Regions from separate parts of the Mus musculus genome. Here region 1 is linked to region 2. Evidence: chromatin contacts called from public promoter capture Hi-C data. All regions are on one chromosome and are shown on one strand. The core of a region is the stretch at or near the end of the contact, and the rest is flanking DNA. Distances in the headings are between cores, read along the strand shown. Region 1 holds the start of Pdk4 (pyruvate dehydrogenase kinase, isoenzyme 4). Region 2 holds the start of Pon1 (paraoxonase 1).

Region 1 (2,700 bases), core at 155-2,654, 300 kb before region 2:
AGTGGACACAACATTAGGCAGACCCCCAGTATTGGTGGTAGGTTTAAGAGGAGGAACTTTGATGCTAGACCTGTGCCTGCACAAGTCCACTAAACAGCAGAGCACTGGAATCTGGGGCAGAGTTTGAACTAGAGGCAGAAATCAGACATCAGTCCTGTGACTGGGTGAGCTCTCATGGGGGAAAATGCAAAGAGTGCACCCACCGTCATCTATGACTTTCATAACACCCCAGTCTCCTCATATGCAAGGGTCGAAGGCTAAGGGTGCCTTGGATAACAAACTGCCCTTGCAGTTTATTACTATTAGTAGTTCCCATTACATTGCATTTGCAACCAAGTCGTTACAGCGTCCCTAAACACTGGCTTCATTCTACAGTCCATTTAGAGTGAACGGGAGGACGAGAGAGGTTAGGATGAGAGTGTTATGACCCGCTAGCATGTTTCAACAGCAGTCATTAGGGAGGTCAATATTGGGCAGTAACAAAGTAGGGTAGGATGCACTGAGCCTCTGGGAAATGAAAGAGCCCAAATAACTAAAATATGCTACTGGTGCCTGCTAGTGACAAAGGCTGCTTTTTGGAAGGAGGGCAGCCGCAATGAAGAAAGAGCTTTTGGAGCAGACTGGGGAGTGGAGGGCGGTCAAGAGCAAACTAGAAGGCCTTAGAGAAAGAGGGGAATGACAGGGAAGGGGGACTACAGGGCCAGCCAAACCCTCAGCAAATCGCTCTTTAGTTTGCATTTAATTAACAGGTAGAAAGTGTTACAGGAGAGAAGTGAACTGGGATTTTCCACCACATTAATAATAAGCCTATTTAGGCAGTTTCTAAACTTGAGCTGTTCGCTAAGAAGAAAGTGGATAAAACTGTAGGGTGGTCCTTGCTTTCGAGGTCCAATGGCAAAGAAGCCCATACTTTAGTAAGCAGATGATTGGCTACTGTAAAAGTCCCGCTCTGAGCGAACACCAATGCACGCTCCGCGGTGAGATTCTTGGAAACAGTTTCTGGCTAGGAATGCGTGACATTGAGATGGCTCTGGAGTTGTAAACAAGGACAAGTCTGGGCGGGCCTGAAGTCCTAGCGACCTGGGATCTATCCCAAGGGGGCCCACGTCATCCCGGATGCCTGCTGTGGCTGCTCCCCCTATCCCACCCCAACCCTCCTCCCTCTCACCCTTTGCCCCTTGCAGGCCATGGAAACCGTGTCGGGATCACTGTGCCAGGCCTTTCTAGTGACCGCGGCCAAAGGGAGGAGCCCAAAGTTCTTTCTCTGAGCTGATTGGTGTGGCCCCAAGTTCAGAGTCCCAGAGCCTCCTCCTGGCTGGAGTTGTGGAGAGGGCGTGGAGGTAGATAAAAGGCAAGACATCGGGTGGTGGGAAGACCCAAGTGTCAACCCTTCACCCAGGCTCGAGCACCCGGGACCCTGGGACCACAACGCACTTGCTCCCTCTCGACCGCGCTCCTGACCCGCAGCCCTCGCCAACCCTACGGATCCTAACCACCGCCAGCCTAGGTGGGCGTCAGGATGAAGGCAGCCCGCTTCGTGATGCGCAGCGCCAGCTCGCTGAGCAGCGCCAGCCTGGTCCCCAGGGAGGTCGAGCTGTTCTCCCGCTACAGCCCGTCCCCGCTGTCCATGAAGCAGCTGCTGGACTTTGGTGAGAGGCGGGCGACGCAGGGCCCAGGAGGGTGGCGCTGAGGCTGGGGAGGCCCCAGGATGGGAAGGGCTGAGTTCAGGGCTAGGACGACTGAGGTCTCTTTGACCGAAGAACTCGGGATTCTCAAAAGGCTGTGCACCTGTTTTCCTAGTTTGGTTACTTTCTGACAGTTTGTACCAGAAAGGCTAAGTCACTTGTAACCATACTGATGCTCAACTTCGAATCTACTTTTCTCTTCTCACTGTCTAGATCATTTGAGTGTGTATATATATATATATATATATATATATATATATATATATATATATATATATATATCCTTTCAGCCACCATTTTAATAATGGACTAGAAGCTAAACTAACTCCTTTCTTCCCAATTTCCTAATAACACAAACTTACCTTAGATTGATAGATACAGATTTAAACTCATACTCCCCGCCTCCACACACACCCCGCTGATCTCTTGGCATGCCTAGCAGGCATCTTTACTATTTCTCCTTTATTGTTTTACAAGTATTTACATTACTACTACTACTACAAAAAAAAAAAAAAAAAGACAGTTACTCCTTTTCTTCCGCGGTGGCATATGGAACATTTCAAGATGTCAATGTGGTATTGTTTGTTGCTAGTCTGGAAAGGCCTCTGTCTCCTTCTACCCAGACCCTTTCAGGTTCATACTCATTAAGGGTGTGTTATTGAGTTTGTGGTACAGGCCCTGGACTCACGCATAGAAATAACTGGAGAGTGGTCTGATTTCTCCACCGTGGGCTTATTTTTTTCTTTTCATAAAGAAAATAAACAGTATTTCACCTATATTGGTCACTCTTAAAAAGTGAAAAGGGGGTGAAATTGGACAGAAAGAAAAAGGCACTAAAGATCTAGCTTTAAAGTGTCTATAAGCACTAAGCTAACTGTAGTTAAGATATTATTTTACAACATCCTTTGTATTTGCTATTTAGTCTCAAATTTTCCCCCAAACTGAACACGCTTCACCCACTACAGGTTCAGAAAATGCCTGTGAAAGAACGTCCTTTGCTTTTCTGCGGCAAGAG
Region 2 (2,700 bases), core at 55-2,554:
GGCAAACAATTACTGCCCATCTTCCCTAAGGTCGCTCCCTTTCCTGTGGACCCTCCTGAAGGGTGGTGCCCTTTGTTACACAGAAGCTCAAGTTTAAGGCTCAGTGTTCCCAAGGGAGCAGAAACATAGGGCAGTACTTAGGTTATGAAATCAACCGCTTTACCTGAGAACTAAAGCACACTGGCACCTGACAAATATTCTAGAAAGTGGAAAGAGGAGAACATTGCAAAGGAGGGAAAGTGCAATTGGGACCAAATGACTTGAAAGGAAAGGAGATGCAGAGCAAAGGGAGGGACTGGGGTTAGATGAAGCAAGCAGTACCCAGATGAGGCTGGAAGAGCGCTGAAGGCCCTGGGTGCACCCCTCCTTCCACTGGGCCTCTCCTACTACTCTGAACTAGCCCGGAAATCACTCCCAACTTCTCCTGCGTTATTTGTCTCTGTGACCCATGTTTAGTACACAAATCGCTATTCACAGCATTACAAGTATCATCTTTATGTTTCTTTAAATAACCTCCTCCTCCTCCTCCTTCTCTCTCTCTCTCTCTCTCTCTCTCTCTCTCTCTCTCTCGTGTGTGTGTGTGTTTGTGTGTGTGTGTGTGTGTGTGTGTGTGTGTGTGTGTGTGTGTGTACACTCATGTGCGCGCAAGCATCTTTACACGCACATGAGAAAGTCAGAGGACAAGCAGCGGAAGTCAAGCCTCCTTCCACCACACAAGTCTTAGTCACGGAGTTCAGGTTGGTAGGCTTGGCAGCAAGTCCCCGTGCATTCTGCGCAGCCGCACTGGCCTCCACAGAGATGATTTCTTTGACTCCCCTCACTTGATGTAAGCTCCATAGAGACTTGTCATGCCTCTTAGCATCTTGAACAGTGCCTGGTACATAGCTGGCACTCAATAAACCTCAGTCACATAAGAGAGATGCTGAATGGTGGAATATTATGTCTTGGGGAGCTGGAACTTAGAAGCGGCACTGGGAGAAGGAGATATTCTGAAATGGTGGTGTTGTGAGGCTGCGGTTGTGTGGGCCTCCTGGTGAGGACGGCCTGCACCTTAGGGCTTCCGACCTAGGCACTCTTTTCTGTGCTCGTAATTGGCTGTTATCATGGTGAACCCCTCTGAGCCACAAGGATTAGAACTGCTTTGTTTGTTTATTTACTTATTTCCTGGCACAAAGCAAAGGGCTCACCCTCCTGGCACATTTTTTCCCAGGGCTCTCTGTTTCCTCCTGCTTGCTTAATCCCCTCCAGACCAGTTTATGTCTGCCTTTTCTCGCCTTATAATTGGGGGATGGGTTGGGTAGATGAGGGAAATGAAGCACCTAGCCAGCAGAGTGCCTCTGGAGGACTCTGGCTAAATTGGAGCTGTGGCACTTGGGGGCGGGCCTCAGACAGGCTCTGGCCGGCCAATCCAGAGTTGTCAAAGCCACTGGGCTGCAGGTCTCAGGACTGACCAGTGTTGCTGCACTTGTCCATCCTCAGCCTGTCCATCTGTCTCAGGCCATGGCGAAGCTGCTAGCACTCACCCTCGTGGGACTGGTGTTGGCACTTTACAAGAACCATCGGTCTTCCTATCAGTAAGTTGTGTTGGGGTGGTTGGGGTGAGGGCTGCAGCCACGTGGTTCCTACCCCTGCCAGGTCCAGGAGCTCCTCCACACCCCTCCTGGTTCTTTAAATCTATAGGCACTGGGTAGGATGCACATCTCAGAGTGCCTCATAGATGTTGTCAGTCTTCCCTGTGCTTGTTAAAAACCTGCCCTGTGTCTGAGAGCTAGAGAGGGTCAGGGTACACAAATGATATTTCTGCAAGGTCTGTGTGCCTAGCTACAGTCACTTTTTAACCTGGCTTTAAAAAATAAATTCCAAATGCCAGACTGGTGTGTGTGTATGTGTGTGTGTGTCTGTGTGTCTGTGTGTGTGTGTGTGTCTGTGTGTCTGTGTGTCTGTGTGTGTCTGTGTGTCTGTGTGTCTGTATGTCTGTGTGTGTGTCTGTCTGTCTGTGTATGTGTGTTTGTGTGTGTGTGTGTCTGTGTGTGTGTGTATTGGGGGATGGAGTTAGTTTGCTAGTCAATACATTAGTGAAAAAGATGTAGTACTAGATGTAGTAAACCTTCCTGGCTTGGAGAATCTCAATCTGAGATTCCACTAAGGAAATAGACAGAAAGACTGCTTATAACTGGCCCACCGGGAGCAACTGATCCCTGGGGTAGCCTACATGCTCCAGAGGGTGCTGGGCTGAGGTAAGGGGCATCGTGAACTCCACTGCTTGTCTGGCTTTGCTTTGATCAAGCTATCTTGGGCACAACACTGCATCTCTAACCACTGAATGCTCCAATAAACCAGCCATGGTACCATACACAGAAAACTACTAACAAGAAGCCTGGAATGCAGTAGCTATTCAGTGGTATTATTTCCTGCTTCCCTTGAAAGAATTTAGGAACCCACCAGAGTGTTAATGGGCAGGAGGCTAGAGATATATAAGAAGTTTTATGATAACCCTTTATGAGGGTCCAAAGTCTACACACCATCCTCCTGAAAAAGTTTTAGTCAATACTATTGTGTTATTTACTCTGAAGTAAAAAATTAATGAACATGGACTATTTGGAAACAAACAATTATATAATCTTATGGACTAATTTGAATCCTCCACAGAGTTGGGTTGTATAAATTATTATTTCTTAAATCATAAAATATTAGAAAAGT

What was found. Promoter capture Hi-C pulls out the DNA fragments that hold promoters and counts their contacts.
Region 1: a contact with region 2 is called in a promoter capture Hi-C map of liver, with 2.3 times the contacts expected there. The contact joins the promoter of Pdk4 here to the promoter of Pon1 in region 2. A contact is called at or near these places in 1 of 39 promoter capture datasets (liver), 1 of 15 datasets of contacts at CTCF or cohesin (the NIH/3T3 cell line) and 2 of 484 Hi-C or Micro-C datasets (both in liver).

The regions. Positions count from the first base shown.
Region 1 is chr6:5,494,982-5,497,681 of GRCm38.p6, reverse strand. Pdk4 (pyruvate dehydrogenase kinase, isoenzyme 4) reads left to right here and starts at 1,404. Exons shown (of 11, transcript NM_013743.2): 1 at 1,404-1,649; 2 at 2,651-2,700. The coding sequence starts at 1,520.
Region 2 is chr6:5,192,550-5,195,249 of GRCm38.p6, reverse strand. Pon1 (paraoxonase 1) reads left to right here and starts at 1,304. Exons shown (of 9, transcript NM_011134.3): 1 at 1,304-1,574. The coding sequence starts at 1,501.